Linked DNA regions of Sus scrofa: region 2 is linked to region 1. Evidence: chromatin contacts called from public Hi-C data. All regions are on one chromosome and are shown on one strand. The core of a region is the stretch at or near the end of the contact, and the rest is flanking DNA. Distances in the headings are between cores, read along the strand shown. Region 1 has its middle 59 kb from the start of LIPG. Region 2 has its middle 52 kb from the start of ACAA2.

The links. A called contact is a pair of places that touch in the nucleus more often than the background predicts.
Region 2: a contact with region 1 is called in a Hi-C map of liver, with 6 times the contacts expected there. The contact joins two enhancer-like sites. A contact is called at or near these places in 1 of 5 promoter capture datasets (liver), 8 of 47 Hi-C or Micro-C datasets (embryonic fibroblasts, heart right ventricle, liver and 1 more) and 1 of 2 datasets of contacts at active chromatin or transcription factors (skeletal muscle).

What each region holds. Positions count from the first base shown.
Region 1 is chr1:99,138,563-99,142,938 of Sscrofa11.1, forward strand. No RefSeq gene overlaps it. Among named protein-coding and RNA genes, the nearest start is that of LIPG, 59 kb to the left of the region's middle. Within about 2 kb of position 2,364, at least 25 of the 83 cell types and tissues checked have an H3K27ac peak or open chromatin away from gene starts, as enhancers often do. A contact at or near this core is called in liver, where this site is marked.
Region 2 is chr1:99,256,885-99,261,260 of Sscrofa11.1, forward strand. No RefSeq gene overlaps it. Among named protein-coding and RNA genes, the nearest start is that of ACAA2, 52 kb to the right of the region's middle. Within about 2 kb of position 2,352, at least 12 of the 83 cell types and tissues checked have an H3K27ac peak or open chromatin away from gene starts, as enhancers often do. A contact at or near this core is called in liver, where this site is marked.

The sequences.
Region 1 (4,376 bases), core at 1,114-3,613:
CAACAATCTCCTAGCCCAACCCTTGGGCTCTCTGTGTGAAAAGATGCAGCAACTTGGAGTTCTACTGTGGTGCAATGGGATCTGTGGCATTTTGGGAGGGCTAGACCAGGATTGATCCCCGGCCTAGCACAGTGGTTGAGGATCCGGCCTTGCCGCAGCTGGAGCTTAGGGTCTTGACTGTGGCTCAGATCTGATCCCTCACCTGGGAACTCCATATGCTGTAGGTCTACCAAAAATGAAGACAAAGAAAAAAAGATGTAGCAACTCACATTTCACTTGTCCTTCCAGATCTTCTTTCTTGCCTACCCGGTCTTCCACTGAGCTTCTCTCTTTGTTTCCCCTTCGCATGGATACTGCATGCTTGGTGACTGCCTTGCCTTTGGATGTGGCCACTCTCAAGACGTCGCCTCTCAGATCAACCCCTGAGTTAAACCCATCCTCCAACCCCTCATCCTGTCCCTTGTTCTGGCCCCATTTTGGCTCTTGCTAACCTGGGTGGAGGAGCAGATGTGGGCAGGTGGAATCTCCCTGGGGAAGAGGGAGTGGTAGGGGCACACTCTTTCGTGCCTCCCTTGGACACACAACCTCTTCCCTGCCTCCACTTAGCAGCCCTATTGTCTATGTCCTTCACATGCTCTCTGATTAGGATGGTCCAGCCTGGGTCCTTCCTGCACCTGCATGTTCTTAGCCCTGATGTGCATTAAAAGGAAATGAAGCTTCACAGGGGCACACTCTATGATCCCAAGGAGATAGGAGAGGGCAGAAAATCTGCTCCCAGCACTCACTCGTGCCCTGCACACTGCTGGGAGTCCAACTGCTCTAGCCACTGACTCCTCCTGGTAAAACATTCCTGGTTCTCCTGTGCCCTGGGAGGTCTGAAAACCAAGCTGCCACCAGCAGCTTCGTTGTGATGAAAGCCAATGGAAAGAAGAGTCCTCTCATGGGGAAGAATTCTGGGTGTATAAAGAAAATGTTGCCTTGATCAAAGCAATCCATATATTCATTCATTTGTCCTTTCATTCACTGATTCCAGGTAGATCTACTCAGTGCCAATTCTAGGTAACACATGGTCACCGGGAGCCTACCGACTTGTTGGGGAAATAAGGTTTGAAACCAAGCAAATCAGCATGGGACTGGGAGTTCTCATTGTGGCTCAGTGGTTAACGAATCTGCCTAGGAACCAGGAGATTGCAGGTTCAATCCCTGGCCTTGTTCAGTGGGTTAAGGATCTGGCGTTGCCATGAGCTGTGGTGTAGGTCGAAGACTCAGCTCTGATCCCATGTGGCTGTGGCATAGGCCAGTGGCTACAGCTCCAATTGGACCCCTAGCCTGGGAACCTCCCTATGCCATGGTGCGGCCCTAGAAAAGCCAAAAAAAAAAAAAAAAAAAAAAAATCAGCATGGAACTAAATGCCCCAGATATTTGGTTTGAATCATGAATTGAGGAGGGCAGAGAGAAAGGGTGGTAGGGTTGCAGGGGAGTGTAGGTACTTTATGGTGATCAGTGGTTTCCCAGGTCCTGGAAAGAAGGGCAGAATTAGACATACAGAAGGGAATATGCAAGGCCTTCCAGGAAGAAGTGAGAAAAAACACGGTGTTTTGCAGCAAGCAGTGGTTCCGGGGCAGTGGAGAGAGAGGTAGAAAATGAATGTTGGGGGTGTTCCCATGGTGAGGCAGCAGAAACGAATCTGACTAGTATCCATGAGGATGCGGGTTCCACCCCTGGCCTTGCTCAGTGGGTAAGGATCTGGCGTTGCCATGAGCTGTGGTTCAGGTCACAGACGAGGCTCGGATCCTGTGTCACTGTGGCTGTGGCGTAGGCCGGCAGCTCTTGCTCTGATTCAACCCCTAGCCTGGAAACTTTCATATGCTGCTAGTGCAGCCCTTAAAAGAGGAAAAAAAAAAAAAAAAAAAAAAAAGAAAAGAAAATGAATATTGGCTTCATGTTTCTTCTGTGGATGTAGCTGGCATGTGGGCCCACACTGGCTATCCCAGGCCAGGTCTGAGAATCACTTTGGTAACCAAGAATGCATCAGAGAAGCCCGTGGGGGCTACCCTTACCTCTTCCTATGCCCTGCAAGTGGGCTCAGCTGGAGCCAAAGGCTCATCCAGACCCCACTTATCTTGCTCCAGCAGCAGAGGTAGCAAAGAGGCTGGAGAGGCAAAGCTGCTTGATTTCCAAGGCCTTCTGATCCAGCCAGGTGGAAGGCAGCCAGGCAGGCAGCAGCTGGTGACAGCCTGTCTTACTGCCTTAGATGGCAGGCAGCTAACTCAAAGGAAAAACTGGCAGAAAGGGGGTGGCAAGTCAGGGGACATGGGCCAGTGGAATTCTGAACAAGGTCAAAGTCCAATCTGGTACAGGGCTTGATTACCAATTTAAATCTTGTCTTTTCTCCCAGGATAGCTGCCCGCCCTGCAGAAGAGGCCAGGGCTGCCGCAAGGGGAATTTGCATTTAAAGGTTCCAAGTGCCAGGCACCCTGAGAAGGGCTGTAGCCTGGCTTGTGCATTCATCCTAACACCAGGAGGCCACACATTGAATGCACTCCTATTTTGTCCTTATTTGGACACCTGATTGCCTGGGGGAGGGAAAGAGACCCCAAACTCTTCTTATGTCTTCCAGTCTTGGGAAAGATCCTGGAAAGGGCAGAGTGGGAGGCCCTGGGGTCTGGAAGCTGATGATCACAAGTTTTTCTTAACTGGGGCTGGAAGGAAGTCTAAGGGAGTGGCGGTCCTTGGGCAGGGGGGATGTTCATGGGGCTAAACTGGACTGTGGTTTGGGGAGAGATGTGGAAGGTGGCCGATAGAATGAGTCAGAAACCTAGGTGGCCATGAGGGTCCAGCAGGTGGATTCTACAGCAGTGGTGGGTTAATCACGTTGAAAAAAGGCTCCTCTTTTTACCTCTCTTCTTGAGGCAGTTGGTTCTCAATCCTTTTCTTCTTCTGGGGGGCTTTCGGGAATATTTATGCATGATTACTAGAGCCCCAGAAATTCTGCTATAGCAAATCCATAACTCCCCTCCCTCCCATCAAACCCACCACCTCTGAGGGAAAGGGATGGAAAAGCCCTCCTCACTTCCGCATGCTGCAAACCCCCTTGGGTGGGTTTTTCTGTGACCCTTTTACCGTTCAGTCAATAAACACTTATTGCATCCCTAGGTGTTGATGAAAACATAGGCACACAGTTTAGAGGGGAGGGTGCCTTGGTGTTTGCTTGCAGCTGGACAGAACTGTCCGTGAGAAGAGAGAACACATGATGCAGTACGTTCATGATGTCAGTGTTCTCAGGGACAATGACCTTCTAGGGAGATTTGCTTGTTGGCTGCCTCAGAGGCAAAGCCTGTCGAAATCCTTTGGCTGCGTGTTGGGCCAGAACATTAGGTCGGTGTTACCCAACATCTTGTGCCTGGGAGATCCACATGTGTGCATACACACATACATATACACAAGCACGCACACATGCTGGAAACACTCGAAGGTACATTCTGTCCTGCAGCCAAGTTGATGGCCGTCAGGCTTGGCTGGCCCAGACTCCATCTGAGCATTCCTGGGACTCAGGAATGAACCGAGGTTTTGCTGTGTGCCTCAGGACTCCCCTCCACCCCAGGGCCCCAGTTCAGATCAGGAATTCTCAGTAGCTGTGGGTTCCCATTGCTCTGCTCGGCAATGCGGAGGAGGGGGTGATGTGACAGACATCCTCTGCTGTCTGACTCAGGAACAAGGAAGGAGCAAGGAAGGCTGGAGCTCATCTCTTCAAAAGCATACAGGCTTCCAGGTTCCGGGTCATGCTGGGGAGGCTGAGAGTTCCCATGGGCTTGGGGAGAGGAGTTACTTTGGGTTGGGCTCTAGCTAAGTGGGCCACAGATGATCTTTGCTGGGACACATTCCCCAAATTAAAAACCCAAACTTACTCGGCCCCATCTACTGCTCACTTTGGCAGAAGCTTGGGGGGTGTGTCAGGGCCCCAGTTCAGATCAGGAATTCTCAGTAGCTGTGGGTTCCCATAGCCCATGGTCTCTGGGTACCACCCAGGACACTATCATCACATCCAGCTGTCCTGTCCAGCCTTGCCGGTCTCTTTTTTTTTCACTCGGACCTTCTTCTCAGACTGACCCCCTCTCTGCCCACCTCAGCCCCAGCTCACTTGGATGCTCCACAGGCCAGTGGTCCCAGGTGCCAATCGCACTGCAGGTGTGGGATTCCGGCTGCCTCCTTAGACACCTGTCATAGCCAACCAGCCCTTCGAGGTCCAGCTCTGGGAGGTGGAGATGATTTTCTGCATTTCCTAAGGATGACACTCTGTATTAGTCAGCTCTGTATCCCCAGGGCTTGGCCCGGATGAGGATGAAGCTCAATGAGATTTAGCTGAGGAAACAAGC
Region 2 (4,376 bases), core at 1,102-3,601, 120 kb after region 1:
ACCTGGCCTTGCTCAGTGGATTAAGGATCTGGCATTGCCATGAGCTTCGGTGTAGGTCACAGTTGCAGCTCGGATGTGGTGTTGCTGTGGCTATGGTGCAGCTGGCAGCTGTAGCTCAGTTTTGACCCCTAGCCTGGGAATTTCCCTATGCCTTGGGTGTGGCCCTAAAAAGCTGGAAAATAAAAAGAGGAGGAGGGAATCAGCAGGGCCAAATGGTCTACAGAAATTGAAGAGGATGAAGACTGAGAAAAGACATTGCTTTTGGTCTTGAAAGATTGGCTTTCATGGGATGGTAAGGGCAGCAGCCTGGTGCAAAGGGAAGAGGAATGAGAAGATAATGATCCACTTGTGACAGCTCTTTCCAGGATGGTATGGAAAGATACAGCTGTTCAAGACCTTAACGTGATAGAGATGTTTATTTTAGGCAGAAGAAGCCTTTAGAAGTTTAAGTAGACTTGTGAAAGAGCTCAGGGAAAGGAGAGGTAGAAGATAAAGGGCAGAAAAGCAATGATGGAAAGGTAGGTGGTGGGAGATGGGATCACAGGGCAGAGTGCAAGCAACAGAGGCTCTTTGGGGACCATTTTAGGAAAACTGACCATTTATTGCCTCATGTAACTAAAACAAGAGATGGGAAAAGAGAAAAAGGGAGCAGAACTAAGAATCCAAATTTGCCAGGTGACTCTTTCCATCTTTCATATCTGCTTCTCTCTGCAGGCTGCCCTTAACCTGGCTTTCCCACACAATGGGGAAGCTGACTTCCGACCTCTGCAGGCTACAAGGGGAGGAGCCCAAGAATGCTGTTTCTGGAGTCAGTCCGTCTGGGTTTGAATCCTTGCCTTTCCATGTATTAAGGCAAATGACTTCACTTTCTGAGCCTCAACTTCCGTATTTGAAAAATGGGGTAATCTTAGAATCTACTTCATATGAATTAAATGGGGTAATCTTAGAATCTACTTCATACAACACATTGCTGGAATGTTTATTTATTTATTTATTTATTTATTTTAGGGCTGCACACACAGCATATGGAAGTTCCCAGGCTAGGGGTTGAATCAGAGCTGTAGCTGTCGGCCTAGGCCACAGCCACAGCAAACACAGGATCCTTAACCCACTGAGCAAGGCCAGGGATTGAACCTGCGCCCACTTGGATACTAGTCAGGCTTGTTACTGCTGAGCCACAACAGAACTCCAGCTGGCATTTCTAAAGTGTTGATTGCTAGTGCTGTGGTTATGACTGTCGTTATCAACATTATTATGGAGCTGTTCCTCTCCCCTGACTTCAACATGAAAAACTTCAGGAGTTCATTCTGATTGGCCCAGCTTGAGTCATGTGCTCACTCCTGTGGTCAAGGGGGTGGGGAATCATGATGGGTGGCTCCACTGGATACAAATGGATGGTTGGATGTGGGGTGTTGGTGCCTGAATGAAGGAAAGTCTGCTTCTGGAAGAAGGAAGGGTGGGATAATGGGGACTAACAGGAGGTGTCCCCTCCAGGGAATGAGGTCAGTGGATAAAGAAAGGGACTGGAATCTTCACTACCTGTTCCTCTCATTTTGACAGCTGCATACTTTCATACATTCTGCTTAAGTGAATTTGACATGAGGATTTCCTAAAGGCAGGGATCTGGTGTCTGCAGAATCTATTATAGGTCCTATTTGATGACTTAGGTGCCACATGGAGAGGCAGCAGGACCCAGGGTGGCCAGTTGTCAAGGTTGGCTGGCTGGGCAGAGTGCACAGCCAACATCATAGGGTGCCATGTGCTTCTTCTTCTTCTTCATTTTTTTTTTTTTTTTTTTTTTTTTTTTTGCTTTTTAGGGCTGCACCTTTGGCATATGGAGGTTCCCAGGCTAGGGGTCTAATCAGAGCTATAGCGGCCGACCTATGTCACAGCCATAGCAACACCATATTGGAGCCGCATCTGTGACCTACACCACAGCTCACAGCAATGCCAGATCCTTAACCCACTGAGTGAGGCCAGGGTTCGAACGTGCAACCTCATGTTCCTAGTCCTATTTGTTAACCACTGAGCCACGATGGGAACTCCTGCCATGTGCTTCTTAAGCAATTTCTTCAGGCTTTGGCCCACAGTGCCACTCTTCTTCCCAGCACCCACAGAAAAGTCCATGGTCCTCTGGGAGGGATCAGCTGTGCAGGTCTGACGCTGAACCTGTCTTATCCGTGAAAGTGGCACAGTGGAGAGGCCAGTTTCATGCTGTTTCTATTCTAATAATGATTGCACCACCTCTGCTGGAATAAGGCCCATCTGTAGAGCTCTGGCTGACACACGGCATGTTTACTTTCCCTTCCCACCAATCTCAGTCCAGATGTGTATGATTTCACATCTCCGCAGACATCCACATTTACGCGCCACACCTTTGGACAAAGGTCAGATAACAATGGGCAGAGCAAACACCACTATAGCCCTCACCATGTGCCAGGCACTCTGATGCAGAAAGCAGGCACTGAGCCTTGCTGAGTTGGAGTCTGGTGTTTTTCATTCCTGTGGAAGATTTGAGACCCAAAGAGGGGAGATTGTGTGTTTAATATCTAGAAGCCAGGAGCTGAAGAGGAGTGGCTTTTATAGGCAGCTCACAGTAAAGAAGGGAACACAGCGAACAGCTCATTAGAGGGTGTTGTGATAGATGCTGCAAGAGGGAAAGGAGTCGACCCGTGGCTGCTCAGAAGAGGGAGGTGTTCATTTTGTCCCTGGGGAGAGAGCCAGCTGGGATGAGGGGATGGGCTGGAAGGTGTTGACACACTGAAGAAGGTCTGGGGTTTGAGTAGGATTCTACCACATGTTATGGGTTAAACTGTAAATTCATATATTGAAGTCCTCACCCTCAAGACCTCAGAATTTGACTGTATTAGGAGAAAAGGTCTTTCAAGAGTTAACTGGGAGTTTCTGCTCTGGCACAATGGGATTGGCAGCATCTTGGGAGCTCTGGGATATAGGTTTGATCCCTGGCCTGGCACAGTGGATTAAGGATTCAGCATTGCTGCTGAGATATGGCTTAGGTCATGCCTGTGGCTTGGATCTGATCCCTGGCCCAGGAACTCCGTATGCTATGGGGCGGCCAAAAATGAAAAAATAAACAAACAAATAAAAATAATAAAGACGAAACTGAATTGAAATGAGGTCATTAGGGTGGGCCCTGGTTCAATATAACTAGAGTACCAATAGGAAGAAGAAGGTAGAATGTGGACAAACACCAGGGAGATCCTGGAAGACACTGGGAGAAGATGGCTGTCTACATCAAGAGAAGAGGCTTCAGAAGAAACCCACCCTGCTGGCACTTTGACCTTGGGTTTCCAGCCTCAAGCACTGGGAGAAAATAAGTGTATTGTTTGGCCACCCCGTCAGCATTACTTTGCTGTGGCTGCCTAAGCAGATTAATGCAGAGGTTGAAGAGGATGAATCTGGTGGAGGGCTCAGTTCAAATATGGTCCCAGAGAGCAGAGACCCCACGGCTGCTTGGGGGCTCTGCAATGAGACTCAGGTAGTGGGACAGGGAGCCAGGGCTGGAACACCAAGGGGCTTGAGTCCCAGGAGGCAGGCATGTGATATAACTTGACTCATGTTCTAGCAAGTTGGAGGATGGATCAGTGGTGGGTGGGAAGGGGCAGCCTTCATTAAGGAGCACATTCCTGACATCCAGTCTGTCCTCAGCCGAGTTCATCTTTCAAACTGCCTTGGATTCCTTTTCTTTGTACCCCCTCTCCCCTCATGCAGCTCTGGGCCTATCAGCAGCACCTGAGTTGTCACCTCTCTACTCTGGCCCCAGGCTGGTCCCCAGGCTCCAGGTCCTCCTTGCCCAGCTTGGAGAAGGGCCTGGTTCTTGAGCTGGATAGCAGTATGGTTTTGCAACCACTCGGCACTGGGGCCCTGGAGCACTGTGAGGCTGGGGGCCGCTGCTTCTGAGTAAAAATGAATAGTAATGAAAGGAAAATTTTTACAGACTGTGGAAGCCAACTGGGAAGATAATCCCCAAAGTGCAGTTTTGAAATTGCTCTTAGCAGAAACACTGCTATTAGGGAAAAAAAAAAAAAAAAAAAAAAAGAAGTAATCCATCAGGGAGAAAACACACATTTGGGGTAGTAAATCTTCAGATGCTTGTTTCAAAATTCAGTATTGGGAGTTCCTGTTATGGCTCAGTGCTTAACGAACCCGACTAGCATCCATGAGGACACAAGTTTGACCCCTGGCCTCTCTCGGTGGGTTAAGAATCCATCATCGCCTTGAGCTGTGGTGTAGGTTGCAGAGGTGCATCGGATCTGGCATTGCTGTGCTGTGGCATAGGCCAGCGGCTATAGCTCTGATTGGACCCCTAGCCTGGGAACCTCCATATGCTGCAGGTGCGGCCCTAAAAAGACATA